5 separate regions of the Mus musculus genome follow, and regions 1, 2, 4 and 5 are each linked to region 3. A link is a contact called in public HiCAR-type and promoter capture Hi-C data. All regions are on one chromosome and are shown on one strand. Each heading gives the region's core, a stretch centred on a gene start, on an enhancer-like site or on the middle of the called end of the contact. The rest is flanking DNA. Distances are from core to core; before and after follow the strand shown.

Region 1 (2,700 bases), core at 55-2,554, 1.6 Mb before region 3:
TATCAGGTTGATTTGGTGCTCAGCACAAAGTGCCTCCACCAGCTTGACATACATGGGCTCATCACAGTTGGATGCGAGCACACACAGATGGGCTTGGCGCCTAAAATGCAAAACTCAAAGGTGAAACCTTCAAGGGTCTTCACTGTGCTAGTAAACCTGACCACACAGGATTTACTGTACCAAACTGCAGACTAGCCATTCACTTTCCCTGTACAAACTTAGATACCAATACCACACATTATAATAGGAAACCTATTTATGGCCAAAGGAAACTATGACCACTTTCAGGGTATTTCCAACTTGAAAGCTGATCCAAAGCAGTCCTGTGCAGGAAGCACTGTAAATATTCACAACAGCATCCAAAATCACCTGACTTTACCTCAAACAGTAGAATACACGTGCATAAGCCTAATAAACCATGCATGTTCTCAAGTCTCCCGGATATAGCTAGATTTCCCCGACACCACAATATTGTCGTTTAAGTATTTGCAAACTAAATAATGATGCCCCCCCCTTTTCCATCTTCTAGCAAAACTACCGGACTATCTATCCCCACGAGCTACAGGTTTGTCAGACTAGCTGTTTCTCACCCATGAACGGGGTGAAGGGGTATCCGACAATTCAAGTCATCATGCAAACACTGTAGCTTTACAAAACTACTGCTCGTCATCCCCGATCCACACAGCAACCCACACATCCTAAGTGGGCTAGAGTTGATACCTTTTCCTAGGTTTCCTGCTGGCCGGATGACATTCAGAACTTTTGTGCTAACAGCATGAACTTCACGCTCTCTTCCCTTGGCTGCTGCAGTCTTTGTTCCGGCTGCAACACCCCACAGTATTGAGACTGAGACACGTACTTGTCTAAGGCTTTGGCAGCTTCGCGTATGCCACGTGCTAGGCCATCGTGGATGAGGGCGGTCTTCAGCACCTCTTGTAGAGCAGTGTTGACGTCCATTACACCTCCAGCAGCTATGCTGGAATGCAGACAGAGACGTTAGGACCCTCGGCAGGCTAGGGATGGGGAACTAGCATGGAGAAAAGCCCAGACCAGCGCCGCCCGCGGGAGGCCCACGCCCCACTCGCTCACCCTTCCTCGGCCATGGCGGTGAATCACGGGTGACGCCGAATCTTGAACGCACTGAAAGACAAAACATCAGTAAATCGCCCGTTAAGACCCAAGTACTTCACTTTTGAAGCCAAGGCGCAGTAGACACGCTATCGCCGGCGCACGAGCTGGGATCACACTCACCCCGAGCTTCCGCCTCCGCGCAAGTCGGCGGCGGCAGGGGAAAAGGCCGGCGGTGGCCGCATGACGGTATTTAAGCGCTCCGCTCGACTTCTGTGCGCATGTGCAACTCCTCCCACTAAAGAGGTGGCTCCGGTGGTGCCGTGCCTTAGGAGTTTCCACTTCCGCCTTTAGGAGCGTCCGTGGTAAGAACGCGGCTGGATTTCTAGCAGGCATCGCAGCGGGCAGCCTTTGCCCAGGGGGCGTGGACCACAGAGGTCCCACGATCCGCTCCTACGGAACACGAGAGGAGCCAAACTACTGCCGTTTTCTTCGCTGCTGAATTACTTTGTTTTAAGCAGTTTTTCCACGTCTTATCGTGAAGTTTCCTGTTGCCAATACTGGCCGATTAGGCTGAGTGTGTCCACATTTTGGTCCTTTGGTTTTTAGCCTCTCTGAGTGGCTGTGATTTGTGTATGATCACAAACCCCACTGCTTTGCAACGTGTTTAAGCAGACCTTGCGGCCAGGTCAGATCCCGGTCTGAATGCAACCGGTTCTGAATGAACATTTAGGTAATGACCCTAGTTTTTTTCCCGAGTCGCAGCTTCGCAGACACTGGATCCCTGAGGTACATGTTAAACTCTCACTGTGGATCTGTCACTAAATTCCACCGAGGATTCGGCTACCAGGAGTGGAACTCCAGAATCTTAAAGCCAGTTCCCGCCTACGCCGACAAATGCATTTTAATTTCGAAGGAATCACTCGCTCTTCTACTTCCAAAGCAAATACACAAGACATCTCTCTCAGAAGATATCCCCGAAGCCAACCAGAGCTTCTGATGGCCAACCTGGTGGATACAGTGATCATTGTCGGGCTCATGAATTTCATGAGGATATAAGAAAGTTGATGGAAGTTTTAGCTTTTCCAATAAACGTTTGGGTTTCACCCCTAAAGCCTCATGCTTGCTTCCTTACCCCTGCAATTCAAAAAAGTATTTAATAGGTGGTTAGTTTCTGTGGGCGTATTTCTGCCAGTGTCTATGGTGCTGTTTTAAAGATGAGAGACGGCGGACACTTAAAAGTCTGCATTTTAAAAGATAAAGCTAGTATTTTAGCCAAAGAGTAACATACCAGAATGCCACGGTGCTGGGGAGTGGAGATGATGTGGGAACGCAGGGGATTTGGAGTTTATGGCAGCATTTAAAAGAGGTTTTAACTAGAGTTCCAGCCAGGTAAGTGCAGGAAGAATATTCAGACAGGAAGAGAGAGCAGGAAGGCACACGTGCCTTTTGGCTGTTTTGGAAGTGATTTTGAAACATTACACAGTCGGAAAAGAATGTGGTTAAGTAGAGTTTAAGTAGTTTCCTTAGTATAAGGCTATTAAAAGTTAATGTGTCAAACCATACATAAGTTGCAAGACTTTCATCCCAGCACCTGAGAAGCAGAGGCAGGTGGATAGCTGTGAGTTCCAG
Region 2 (2,700 bases), core at 2-2,501, 1.0 Mb after region 3:
AGACAAACTTTCTTATCTAGGGAGTGTCAATCTCAAATCTCAGAATAAAAAGCTTTGGTTTTCTTACTGTATGCAAGAAAGGATGGAAATCACAGGGTCCGCAAGCTTAGACGTCATTGTTCTCTGATTTACAAAACTTCTATTTCGGACTAGCATCCTTTCTCACATCTGGCTGCAACTCAGGTCTTCTAATTACTTCCACGTCTAAACGGACTGCATGTAGCTACAAGTAAAGGCCAAACTTTGGTCTTGTCTCTCGAACTTAAGATGCGTTTAACCACTAGAGGTCCCCCCTTGGCCAGTTTTGCAGGCTCACTATTTTGCTGCACTTGAAACTTTCCGGCTCTCTACTCGAGTCAGTGTTTTTCTAAAAACTTGCGCAAAAATCCACGCAACCGAGGTAGCCAGTACAGAGCTTCCCGGGCTCCCCACACCAATAAAGGCATCATAACCAACCACCTACGAAAATTGAAATGAAAATTCAACTCACTCATCCCAGGCGACGCACCTCCCCCCCCCCCCCACACACACACACACTCAAACCGGTTTCTTATTTCTCGTCTCAGTTTCCCTTAACTTAGAACAATTCTTTAACATCTATTTTTGTTCCTGGGCACTTTGGATGATCTTAAATGCATGCTTTTGGCGGTAGCCCCAAGGTGGCAAAGGAGCGGGCCAAGGGATGCAGAAGGCGGGGGGGATGGGCCCAGCAAACTGCGCCCGAGAAAGTTGCATAAGGAAAGAGACTCCGTTTTTCGGGTCCCCCCCCCCTAAAAAAACAAAAAAAAGAAGAAAAATAAATCAGCGGGGAAAGGAGAGGAAAAGGAAGCTGGGCGGTGGCTGCAGGAGGACAGAGAAGGAAAAACCAAAGCGAGTTTACCTTCGTGTCCCCGTGGAAGGGTGGGGCAAGAGCCCTGACCCACGCGACCCGGCAGTGCGGCTGGATCTCCCACCCGTTTGGTCGGAGCGCGGACGGACAGACAGACACCACGGCCGGACGCGAAGAAAGCCGCCACGCTGGTCAACTTTCTCTCACGGCCCCGCGGTGGGCCGTGATCGGATCAGATCCGATCGTGAGGTTCGGGTCCTAGAAACCCCCACACACATGCACTTTTTTGCCTTTTGGATTTTTTTTTCCTTTTCTCTTTTTCCCTTTTTCTATTCTCCCAAGAAGGCGATTAAAGTTTTCCCTCCGCCAGTGCGCCCCTGGCCCCGCCGCTCTCAAGTTTGCCTCCTCCTCCGGCCGGCGGCTGGCTGGCTGGCGGGGCGCGCGGCGGATGCCTCCGCTCCTGCGCTTCCCGATCCCCACCCCCGCCGGCCTCTACTTCCCCCGCCCCGCCGCCGCTGCGCGAGGCCGGCCCCGCCGGGCCCAGGACGCGAGCGTGGACCAGACAGTAGCCCATGAGCGCAGATCGGCGCACGCACGGGTGGCGAGGCGGACCCCGGCCGCCGGCCTCGGCCACCCGGGGCGGCGGTAAACAAGTTGCAGGCTCCACGGCCCCCGCCGCAGCCCGCCACCGCCTCGCCTCGCCTCGCTCGCACGCCCGCGCCCGCACCGGCGGCGCTGCGCGGAGAAGATCGCCGCGACGGTGCGGGTGCCCGGCCCGGCCCCGCGTCCTCCACCCCGCGGGGACGGCAGTGTCGAGCCCGCGCCGCCGCGTTCCCTAAAAGCACTTTCCTGCTTCCAGCAGGAGGAAAAAAAAAAAAAAAATCCAGCGGAGGCTTTATTTCTTTCTTCTTCTTCTTCTTCTTTTTTTTTTTCCGTGCAACTTTCCCAAAATGGCGGAAATTGGAGGCGATCTCTAGGAAATTCTCCCACAGTCGGCGGCGGGGAGCGGGGAGGTGGCGAGCGGGGAGAGCACACACGCAAACTCTCGGCCGCCGGCCCCGCCGCGGCTCGGGTGTGCGTGCGGGTGCGGGTGCGTGTGCGCGGTGCGAGTCGCGGAGGGAGGCCTCTCGGCGCGCGCTCACACTCACACCGACACACACTCACCGACACATACACAGACACACACAGCCACAGAGACACACACTCACACACACATACACACACACACACATACACACTCACACACATACACACACACACACACACACACACACACACACACACACGGCCGCGCCAGCGAGACGCGCCTCTGCCACATTCAACCAGTCGGTTCTCCGCAGCCGAGCTGGCTGGCGAGCAAAGTGGCCCGGCCTCTTTTCCCACTGCCTCGGTCTCCCGTACTTGGACTTGTCGCGCTCGCCCGCCCGCCCGCTCGCTCGCCCGCCCGCCCGCTCGCTCACCCGGTGCGCGCTCGGCACAAAGGCCACACGGGCGGAGGGGGCCGCAGGGGCGGCGCGCCGGGGCTCGCGTCCTCCCGCCGCCGCACCGATCGTGCCCGCGGTCCCCTCCCGAAGCCGCCCCCTCCCCCCCTTAGGCTCAGGCCGACCGCGCTCGGCGCCCCCGGGGAGGCTGCGGCTCCGCCGCGTTTCCCCCCCACCGCCGCCCCGGACTCGCAGCCCCGCGGTGCCGCGCTCCCCCCCCCCCCCCCAGCGCCGCCACCCAGCACCCGGTGTCAAAAAAGCGACCAAAGTGACAAGCTCCGGGCGGGGGGAGGGGGCCCACACGCATCCCGCTGCCTGCGCGCGGGCGACGGCCGAACGCGGCCGCCTTGGCCCGCTCCCTTCCGCACGGCCCCCCACACCCTTCCCCGT
Region 3 (2,700 bases), core at 94-2,593:
ATGTGGTCCCTGCCGTGATACCTTGCCACCCATTCAAAGTAAAGGACTGGGTGACCAAGGACAGAAGCCTATGGCGCCATGAGGAAATCTCTTCAAAGTTATCTGTTTCAGGCATTTCCTCATAGCAACAGAAAAGCAACACCAATTATTCCAAGCCTTCTTTATGCTAGAAATGTATGTAATCAGGATTCCAGTATTCATTAAACAGCTTATCAAACTCTCCTTGTGTTCTTAGCGTCTGGGACTGAAGTCAACTAAGTCAACTCAAGTTCCTGACACACAACAAATGCTATTATAGCAATAATTTTATTATTTACAAGGATGATTCTAGCAAGTAATTTATTTCCCCAACTCTTTTCTTTTTGATGTAGGTACCCTTTTCATAGCGAGGAACCAGCTGATAAAACACCTGCATGTGTGCCATTACCTGGGAAGTATCCACACGCAAGGCATTGCTACTGATGGTTAATTTGATCTTGCTAATTTTACAATGTTTAGGAAGGAAATTGGCAGAGGTGAATCATTAAAGATTTTATTAGAGGTGGGAGGAAGCAAATGACTAGAAGAACACAGGGTGGGGTTGAAGATGCTGGAGGCAGTGGGCTGCCACTCTGACAGCTTGACATGCAATGCTCAGAAAAGATGAAATAAGTAGAAGAGATTGAGGTCTAATTGTACTAATGTGTAAAACTTACCACTATCTATCTATCTATCTATATCATTCATATATATAATATATACATATCACGTGTGTGTATTTTTTTATTTTAATTTTTTGTCACTGCCTTATCCCCATTATACTTTGCAAGCTAGGTTCTCAATTCTCTGCCGGGAGATATCCTGACTAGTAAGGCTGAGCATCAAAGCGCCTCTCCTCCACAGGGTTTACCCAATCTCTCCTGCCTCTCCCACAGGAAGAATAAATGGATTCTTTTCAAGCCTATCCTGTGAAAGCACTTCTTTCACTGCAGACTGAGGGGGGACCCGGCTTTCCTTATTCGGTTTCCTGGACCTGCTCTACCGTCTACCACGAAAAAGGCATCCAGTGAAGGTTTGGTTAGTGAAAGCACTCCGAAGAAAGAACTTTTCGAAGTTGAGAGGGCATTTAAGGCCAAGATACTCAGAAAGAACGCCTCGCACACGTGCACTGGCTGTCATTATCTCCAGGGTCGCTCCGAGGGCGAAACGCACCCCTGCGGCGGGGCACTGGGCCCGAGAGCCGCGCGAACCCCTCGGGAAGGCCCCCCTCCCACGCCAGCAGGCGCCGGGGGCGTGGCTTTGGCCGTGGGGCGTGGCCTGCCCGCGGGGGTTTCCGCGCCCGGGGCGTGCCGGGCGGGGGACGAGGGCGGGGCTTCCGCCAGGAGGGGGCGGGGCTTGCGCGGAGAGTTCTCTGACGGCCCCAGTCAGGGAATTTCAATTTGAAACCCAGAGGAGGGTGGAGGCGGCGGGTGCGGAGGGCCGGCGGCGTCCGAGGCTGGAACGGGACGCGTTCCCGGGGCGAGCAAGCTCGAGAGGGGCGGTGTCCGGGTAAGGAGGCGAGCGGGCTGCGGAGTGGCGGGCGGGGTCCTGACACGCTGCAGGCGGGAAGCGGACCCCGGCAGGAAGCCCGGACGGCCATCCCGGGCGGGGGAGGGGGCGGCCGCGGGCCCGTCTCTCTCCTTCCCGGGCGGGGACCGCGGCGGCGTCCCCGGGCTCTCGCGCCCCGGCCCTGCCGAGGCGTGCGGCTCCATCCTGGGTGCCGGGGGCTCGCCGCGCCCTCTCTCCCGAGGGTCGCCAGACGCGGGCCCGCGGCGCGCGTGGGCTCTGCGGGAGTCGGGGAGGGAGCGCGCCCCGCCAGCCACCCAGCCCCACGCGCGCCGCAGGTCGGGCCAACGCGGGCGACCCTCTGTCCCCGCCGCCCACTGTGCGGTCTGGAGCTGAGGACAGACACCCTCGCACGTTTTCTGCGGCGAGCCTTCCAGCTCGGACACCAGGCCATCCGCCCCCGATGGCTTCTTTTTCTCGGCGCTGGCAGCTGAGGGGTGGGAGCAGTTTAGGTGAGCTGCAGGTCAGGGGCTACGAGGAGGAAATAACCGAGTCGGTGGCGTTGAGGTTGGCATCTCGGGATCCCCCATCCTCAACCCCAGACGTCTGCGGTGGACGTTAGTCATTAAATGTCCCCAGACGCCAGCCTCAGGCGGGGCCAAGTTTTATTTATTTATTTGGGGTGAAGTTAGAAGAGCGCCCTCTTCCCCCGGTGTCTTATTTTGGGGAGTGGTCTCCGTGGAGCTTCCTTACAAAATGAGGAAGCCCTTCAGAAAATCTGTCACCTGAACAGCTGTCCCTGATTTTTAAGGTTCCTGGGAGAGTGGTAGGCACGGTGGCATCTAGGGGAGTTGTACTTACATTTCCTCCTTTGGGAATCAAGATTCTCTCTGTTTCTTGAACTTTGTTGCATGTGAAATGTGGGGTGTGCAGGGCAGTATGTTCTTGTTTCTGTGATTAGCTACAAAACAAAACAAAAACGGTCTCAGTTTTCTCCACTCATTTTTCTTCAGTCCTTCCTGTCTGTCTTTCTTCTTTTCTTTTCTTTTCTTCTCTCTCTCTCTCTCTCTCTCTCTCTCTTTCTTTCTTTCTTTCTTTCTTTCTTTCTTTCTTTCTTTCTTTCTTTCTTTCTTTCTTTCTGGGAGTTCATTATCTCTGTATTCTTCATTGCCTTAT
Region 4 (2,700 bases), core at 113-2,612, 1.4 Mb after region 3:
GAGGGACACACAAACATGCAAATCAGTAACCAGCCCAACAACAACAGCAGCAGCAGCAGCAGCAGCAGCAGCAGCAAGGTATGGTTCTAAGAATAGCACTTGGGGACAGAAATAGGAAAATCTATGGTTTGAGACCAGCCTGGTCTACACAGAAAGTTCCAGGCCAGCCAGGGCTATTTCATCTAAATGTGTGTTGTGTGTGTGTCTCTGTGTGTGTGTGTGTGTAAAATAATAAAATATATATCAAGCAAAATGTTTCAATTGAGATTGTCACATATATCAAAGAGCAAGAATTTTTGTTTTTAATTTTTAGGACTAGGAAACCCAGAAAATGATTTTTTAAAACTGATGTTTGAACTTGCTTTTTTCAGTTGACTAAACAAGGCGGTATCTAGGTGGGCATCTCCTGGCACTTACTATCTTATTTTGGTCAAGATATTTCACCTGTCCACTGGCTATACTCTTTCTAATAATATTCTCTCTCTCTCTCTCTCTCTCTCTCTCTCTCTCTCTCTCTCTCTGTGTGTGTGTGTGTGTGTGTGTGTGTGTGTGTGTGTGTGTGTATCTGTGTCTGGCACAAGCTGGAGTATTCTTGGGCATACCCCCAACCCCACCACTGGAAAGTAATAGGTTCTCAGCAAATGTTGGAACTTCTTATTTTGACTATTAACTTTTTTTTTTTTTTTTTGGTTTTTCGAGACAGGGTTTCTCTGTATAGCCCTGGCTGTCCTAAAACTCTGTAGACCAGGCTGGCCTCGAACTCAAAAATCTGCCTGCCTCTGCTGGGATTAAAGGCCTGCGCTACCAAGCCCAGCTGACTGTTAACTTTTAACAGGCATTAGGTAGACAGTTTAAAGTTTATTTTTCCCAAATAGTGTTTGATTAAAAAAAAAAAAAAAAAAAAAAAAAAAAAAAAAAAAAAAAAAAGGTGTGCTTGATATTGCAGGGCACACAATAACACAGTATATTTTGTAGCGGAAAGCAAAGCCTTTCTGGTGGGCCAGATGGCATTGTGACCTTTGATTGGGCTTCTTGGTTTGGCTGTGGTGAATGTCGAATGCCTGAAGGGGTTAAGGAATGCCTTCCTTGAGTGATGCGAAGCAGCAGAAATAATCAGGTAGTAGTAACACATGGGGAAGGGAAAAGACTCTGTCCTAACCACGGTTTCCTCAGGCCCCCTTAACAACTGCTGCTGCTGCAGCGGCGGCTGCTGCAGCCTGGGATTGCCGGGTTTAAACAAAGCTGTGAGTCACACACAGCCTGTAACTGCAGGGCCAGGAAGCTCTGCGGGAGAGGCCACGCCTCTCTCCCTGTGAATCGCTGGCCCGGACAGGGGAGGGGCTGGCCCTTGCTAATGAGCAAGTTGGTCAGGCGAGACAGGAACTTCATTCCCCTCTGTGTCAGAATCCCAGAAATTATGCCCCTTCTCTCACCATGAACTGGCTATCGAGTTCCTCGGGAGTTGTGCTAACTGCTTACCACCCCAGCGGCAAGGACCAGGTCGCTGGGGACAGCCATGTAAAGGGAGGCGACGAAGCCACCTCCAGGTAAGGAGGAAAAACAAAAACCCTCTACCTGCCCAAGGAACAAAGTGACAGGGAAGTTGTCAAGAGCGGAGAGAATCACCTCTGTACTTGAAGCCTGACCTGACGCTGCAACATAGGCGGTTGGCTAGTTCTTTGCATCTCATTTACTCGAGTGCAAGAGCCCTTCTGGTTACCAGTGGAGGATGGGGGGAGTCGGGGGCGGGGGTGTGTGGGAGGTGACTCTGTGGCGCTCCGACCAGTTGCTTAGCAGGTGCATGTGCAAATACTGACTGATCAAATGACTGTATCGGAAACACTCTCTGGGAGATGGAATTCTTGAATGGGCTCAAAACGCCGCTGGAACTGTTAGCTGGGAAAGTCTGCCAAATAGCAGGGAGGCTGGTCACTCTTCTTGCTGTTTTGAGAGTGGCACCCTCCTCCTCTCTCTGAAAGCAGACCGCTTGGGCAAAATGCCCAAGTCAGTGGCCTGTGGCTGTGCTGTTCGCATTCTTCAGTGTGTGTAGATTACTCGCACAGCCAAACACACCCCTCCCTGCACTCTTGGGATTTCAAAGGGGAGTTTTTGTCAGCAGGCAGTAAGTACTCTGTTGGTAGAAGGAGCGTGGTTAATGTAAAATCACTTTATAGGCAGATAGGGCAAACGTTCTATAGACCATTGAGTCGCAGAGTCCTCTCTGCCTCTCTGTGTACTTTGTTCTGTTTTTCAAGGTTGGTTTTTCCCCTGCCTCTTCCTTTCTCGCCTTAATGACCTTCTCCCTAGCTGAAACCAGTAATCTCCAGTCTTAGATAGAAATTGCAAACATTGGCCTGGAAGATTGAAAAAAAAAAGTTATCAGTAAGTCCAATTCCATCTTGATATTAAAGGTGATAATGAACACTTTATTGTTCCTGGGTACTTCACGCCTGTGCCTTCCAAAGAAAAGAATGCCTTCTTTCATTGGTTTCCCAAATCCTTAACCGCGTGGGGCGTGTGAAAAATCAAAGGAAAGGTTAGACCTTGCCTGGGGAACTTTGCTTCTTACTTGTTGCCCTCTGTATGGAGGCCATTGGATAAACTCATTTCCAAAGTTCAAAGGGAGTGGTTGCTTTGGGGCTACACATGTAACCATTTTGTTTCCTTTGAGATTTATCAAGCGTTTCCATGCATGCTTCT
Region 5 (2,700 bases), core at 39-2,538, 1.2 Mb before region 3:
CAAAGAATGATTTTTAAAAATAAAACAATTTTGAAAAAGGGAGAGATTTCAAAGAAAAACTTGAATTTCCTCTGTATCTTGGAAAACATACAATGTCACTATGATGGACTAATACTTCTAAAAGTTCACAGTGGAGATGATAGGTAGAACTCAGGGGTAGATCAACTACCTGAAATGTGAGGCCTTGGGTTTGATCCCTCATTCCTCAAAACAAAACCACAAACAACCCGGGACAATGATACAGGTCTGTACTCTGAACGATGAGGCAGGTTGCAAGTTCAAGGTCTACCTGGATTACAGAGTGAGTTCAAGGTTAATATCTGGGTAACCTGTGTAGACTTTGTTTCAAAAACAACAACAACAACAACAAAAACCACTGGAGATAGAGGACAGAGTGAAGGCCTCTCATGTCCAAGGACCTTGGTTCAATTTCCAGTGCTGGACAAAACAGCAAACCTCAACAGTTCACCATGGCCCGAGCTGAATCACATGACTTTAAATGAGTACATGTTCTTTGATCCACTGGGTGGATCCTACTGAGAAGACGCTGTGTTTGAGTCTGACCTAAGTCATCTACGTATGCTTGCAGGTGTAAAACCAACCAACATACAGTTTGCTCTGTGGTTCTGATTCACAATAGTATGGATTCCCCCTACCTCCACTTGAAGTCTATCGAACTTTTGGTATCATGTGTTTTCATGCTCTTTCCAGAAATAACACCATCTTAATTATAGGCAAATCCAAGGCAATCTATTCTAATTAATTTGGCAAAGTATTTCTTTCACATGAACAACTGATGTTTCTCATCCGAGAGGTCACATGCTTGAAGAGTTATTGTTGGAACAGTGTGTGCTCTTAAAGCCTGGGAAAACCACATCCTGTATTTCAAGGATGCGATACCAACTATGAGCCAGGAAAACATCTTTATCAAGTGGGCATTAGGAGATTATCTTTCATTTATCCTTCCGGGGCTTTAGCTAGGATTGCCTTGACATTTTTGCAGTGACATTTTAAAAATGGAGTTGTCAAGTCTACCACAGAGCTGAGGGTTAGGAAACAGAACCTTTAAAAGCTGAGAGTGCTCCCTCAGTCCAGGGAGTCTGGCGCCTCCGAATAAAGAACCCAGCTCTTCTCTATTGTATTGCTTCCTCTTCTGTTGCCCATAGACATCACTTTGTCACCCATCAGAGCTTGGCTCCCCAGCAATTTTGCCAGTCCCTCCAAGCTTCAGCTGTCACTGGCCAATGGGAGAGACGCAAGCCCCGCCTCCTCCTTCCTGGGGCTGTGCCCCGAGCATGCGCAGTGGGCGTGCTTGTGCCGCCGCCCATCAGCTGAGACCGGCTGCGCCAGGCAGTGGGCCCCCGGGTGACAGCGGCTGGAGGTGGCCGAGGAAGCCGGCGAGGTCAGGGTAAGAGGAGACTGCAGAGGCGGGGGAGAGGGGGGCGGGAGGGACACCTCAGAACTGCAGCTCGCTAGTGGTTGCTTTGGGGTGCGCAGAGCGGGGCTCCCCAGGGCGCAGGGCCGGCGCCTCCCTCTCGGGCTCCCACGCCCCGCTCCGGACTCCGGGACGCGACGTGCGAGCACCGGGGCGCGCGGCAATGGAGCCTTGGGGACCGGATACTACCGCCAGATCCTGGCAGGCTACGACCGTGTTCCCATTCTCTGTCAACTTCTCCTCCGAAGAACAGAAAGGGAAACGCGATGGGCCCTGGTCATCTGGCCACAGGTTCGTTCCGCGGCCCAGGGCCTTTGCTTGGCTGTTGGCCTTACTCACACAAGCTAACTTTCTTTGACCTACCTTGTGCTCGTTTCAATTGATTTATGCAAGACACATAACAAGGTAACAAGGTATTTCGAGAATTCGCATATGTGTTTTCTAGGTTAAATTCAGACCAAAAAAAAAAAAAAAGCTTGGACGAGGGTGGGAAGAGGAAGGAAGCTTTACAGTCAAATGCTAATTTTTCCTTATAGCTGTTAAAATTTTGCTTGCATTTTATATGCATATATCAATTTTTGATTGCGTCAGATCTCGTATTTTGTCAGGAATTATTATTTACAAGTTTTCCACAATCAGGAAAATAAAAGGAATTAACTGTGAAACACTGGTTTGGTCCTGTTGGAGGTAGGCATTTCTTTTAGGTGTACTCTGAGCCGCAGTGAACAGAGATTGATAACACTGTTAAATTGTGCCTTGTGGTGCCGATGGGTCTTCGGCTTTGCAAGCTGCTTTCGAAGTTGGCCCCCAGGCTTGTGACTAGTTAAGAACGAGGCTGTAGTTTCCCAGTGTCTGGGGAAGTTAATAGAACACAGTATTAACTCACTGACCTCTGGGTTCTTTTCCTTCAGCTAGCTCACTTCTTATGCTGCTCCTGATTAACAGTCGTTTCTAATTCTGATTATTATCCCAAGTTCATCCATACGCTGCTGGTGGAAAATTATGAATAATTATGTTGAGCTATATGCCACTAAATGGTGTGTGCACAAGGCCCTGGTTCAGTCCCCAGTACTGCAGGGAAATATTACCTCTATGTCTACTAGTACTGCTAGATAAAACTCCCACAGTTAAGTCTGTGTGGATTTTTCTCTGGTTCAGTGTAACTTGAAATATTAATGTGTGAAACTGTGGAGGAAAAAAAATCTTGGTTAATTAAGCTGAAACCAAACAGTGTAGCGTTTGGATTGATGAAGGAGCTGGGCAAA

Evidence for each region. Promoter capture Hi-C pulls out the DNA fragments that hold promoters and counts their contacts. HiCAR-type assays count read pairs that join an accessible place to other places.
Region 1: a contact with region 3 is called in a promoter capture Hi-C map of pre-B cells, with 4 times the contacts expected there. The contact joins the promoter of Rps12 here to the promoter of Epb41l2 in region 3. A contact is called at or near these places in 1 of 39 promoter capture datasets (pre-B cells) and 1 of 484 Hi-C or Micro-C datasets (regulatory T cells).
Region 2: a HiCAR-type map of astrocytes shows a contact between it and region 3, with 4 times the contacts expected there. The contact joins the promoter of L3mbtl3 here to the promoter of Epb41l2 in region 3. A contact is called at or near these places in 4 of 39 promoter capture datasets (the C10 cell line, hippocampal neurons, liver and 1 more), 1 of 484 Hi-C or Micro-C datasets (CD4 T cells) and 6 of 115 datasets of contacts at active chromatin or transcription factors (the 230-238 cell line, astrocytes, extraembryonic endoderm stem cells and 3 more).
Region 4: a contact with region 3 is called in a promoter capture Hi-C map of pre-B cells, with 8 times the contacts expected there. The contact joins the promoter of Arhgap18 here to the promoter of Epb41l2 in region 3. A contact is called at or near these places in 6 of 39 promoter capture datasets (the 3T3-L1 cell line, the C10 cell line, hippocampal neurons and 2 more) and 3 of 115 datasets of contacts at active chromatin or transcription factors (astrocytes, large pre-B cells and pancreatic cancer cells).
Region 5: a promoter capture Hi-C map of pre-B cells shows a contact between it and region 3, with 4 times the contacts expected there. The contact joins the promoter of Stx7 here to the promoter of Epb41l2 in region 3. A contact is called at or near these places in 2 of 39 promoter capture datasets (liver and pre-B cells).

The regions. Positions count from the first base shown.
Region 1 is chr10:23,785,905-23,788,604 of GRCm38.p6, forward strand. It overlaps Rps12 (ribosomal protein S12), which reads right to left and starts at 1,305. Exons shown (of 6, transcript NM_011295.6): 1 at 1,252-1,305; 2 at 1,090-1,140; 3 at 860-976; 4 at 1-100. The coding sequence starts at 1,103. It overlaps LOC115487513 (a small nucleolar RNA gene), which reads right to left and starts at 639; the gene lies at 566-639.
Region 2 is chr10:26,372,821-26,375,520 of GRCm38.p6, forward strand. It overlaps L3mbtl3 (L3MBTL3 histone methyl-lysine binding protein), which reads right to left and starts at 1,252. Exons shown (of 22, transcript NM_001359254.1): 1 at 881-1,252.
Region 3 is chr10:25,358,455-25,361,154 of GRCm38.p6, forward strand. It overlaps Epb41l2 (erythrocyte membrane protein band 4.1 like 2), which reads left to right and starts at 1,344. Exons shown (of 20, transcript NM_001199265.1): 1 at 1,344-1,527.
Region 4 is chr10:26,771,150-26,773,849 of GRCm38.p6, forward strand. Arhgap18 (Rho GTPase activating protein 18) reads left to right here and starts at 1,363. Exons shown (of 15, transcript NM_176837.2): 1 at 1,363-1,547. The coding sequence starts at 1,435.
Region 5 is chr10:24,148,001-24,150,700 of GRCm38.p6, forward strand. It overlaps Stx7 (syntaxin 7), which reads left to right and starts at 1,289. Exons shown (of 10, transcript NM_001358563.1): 1 at 1,289-1,408.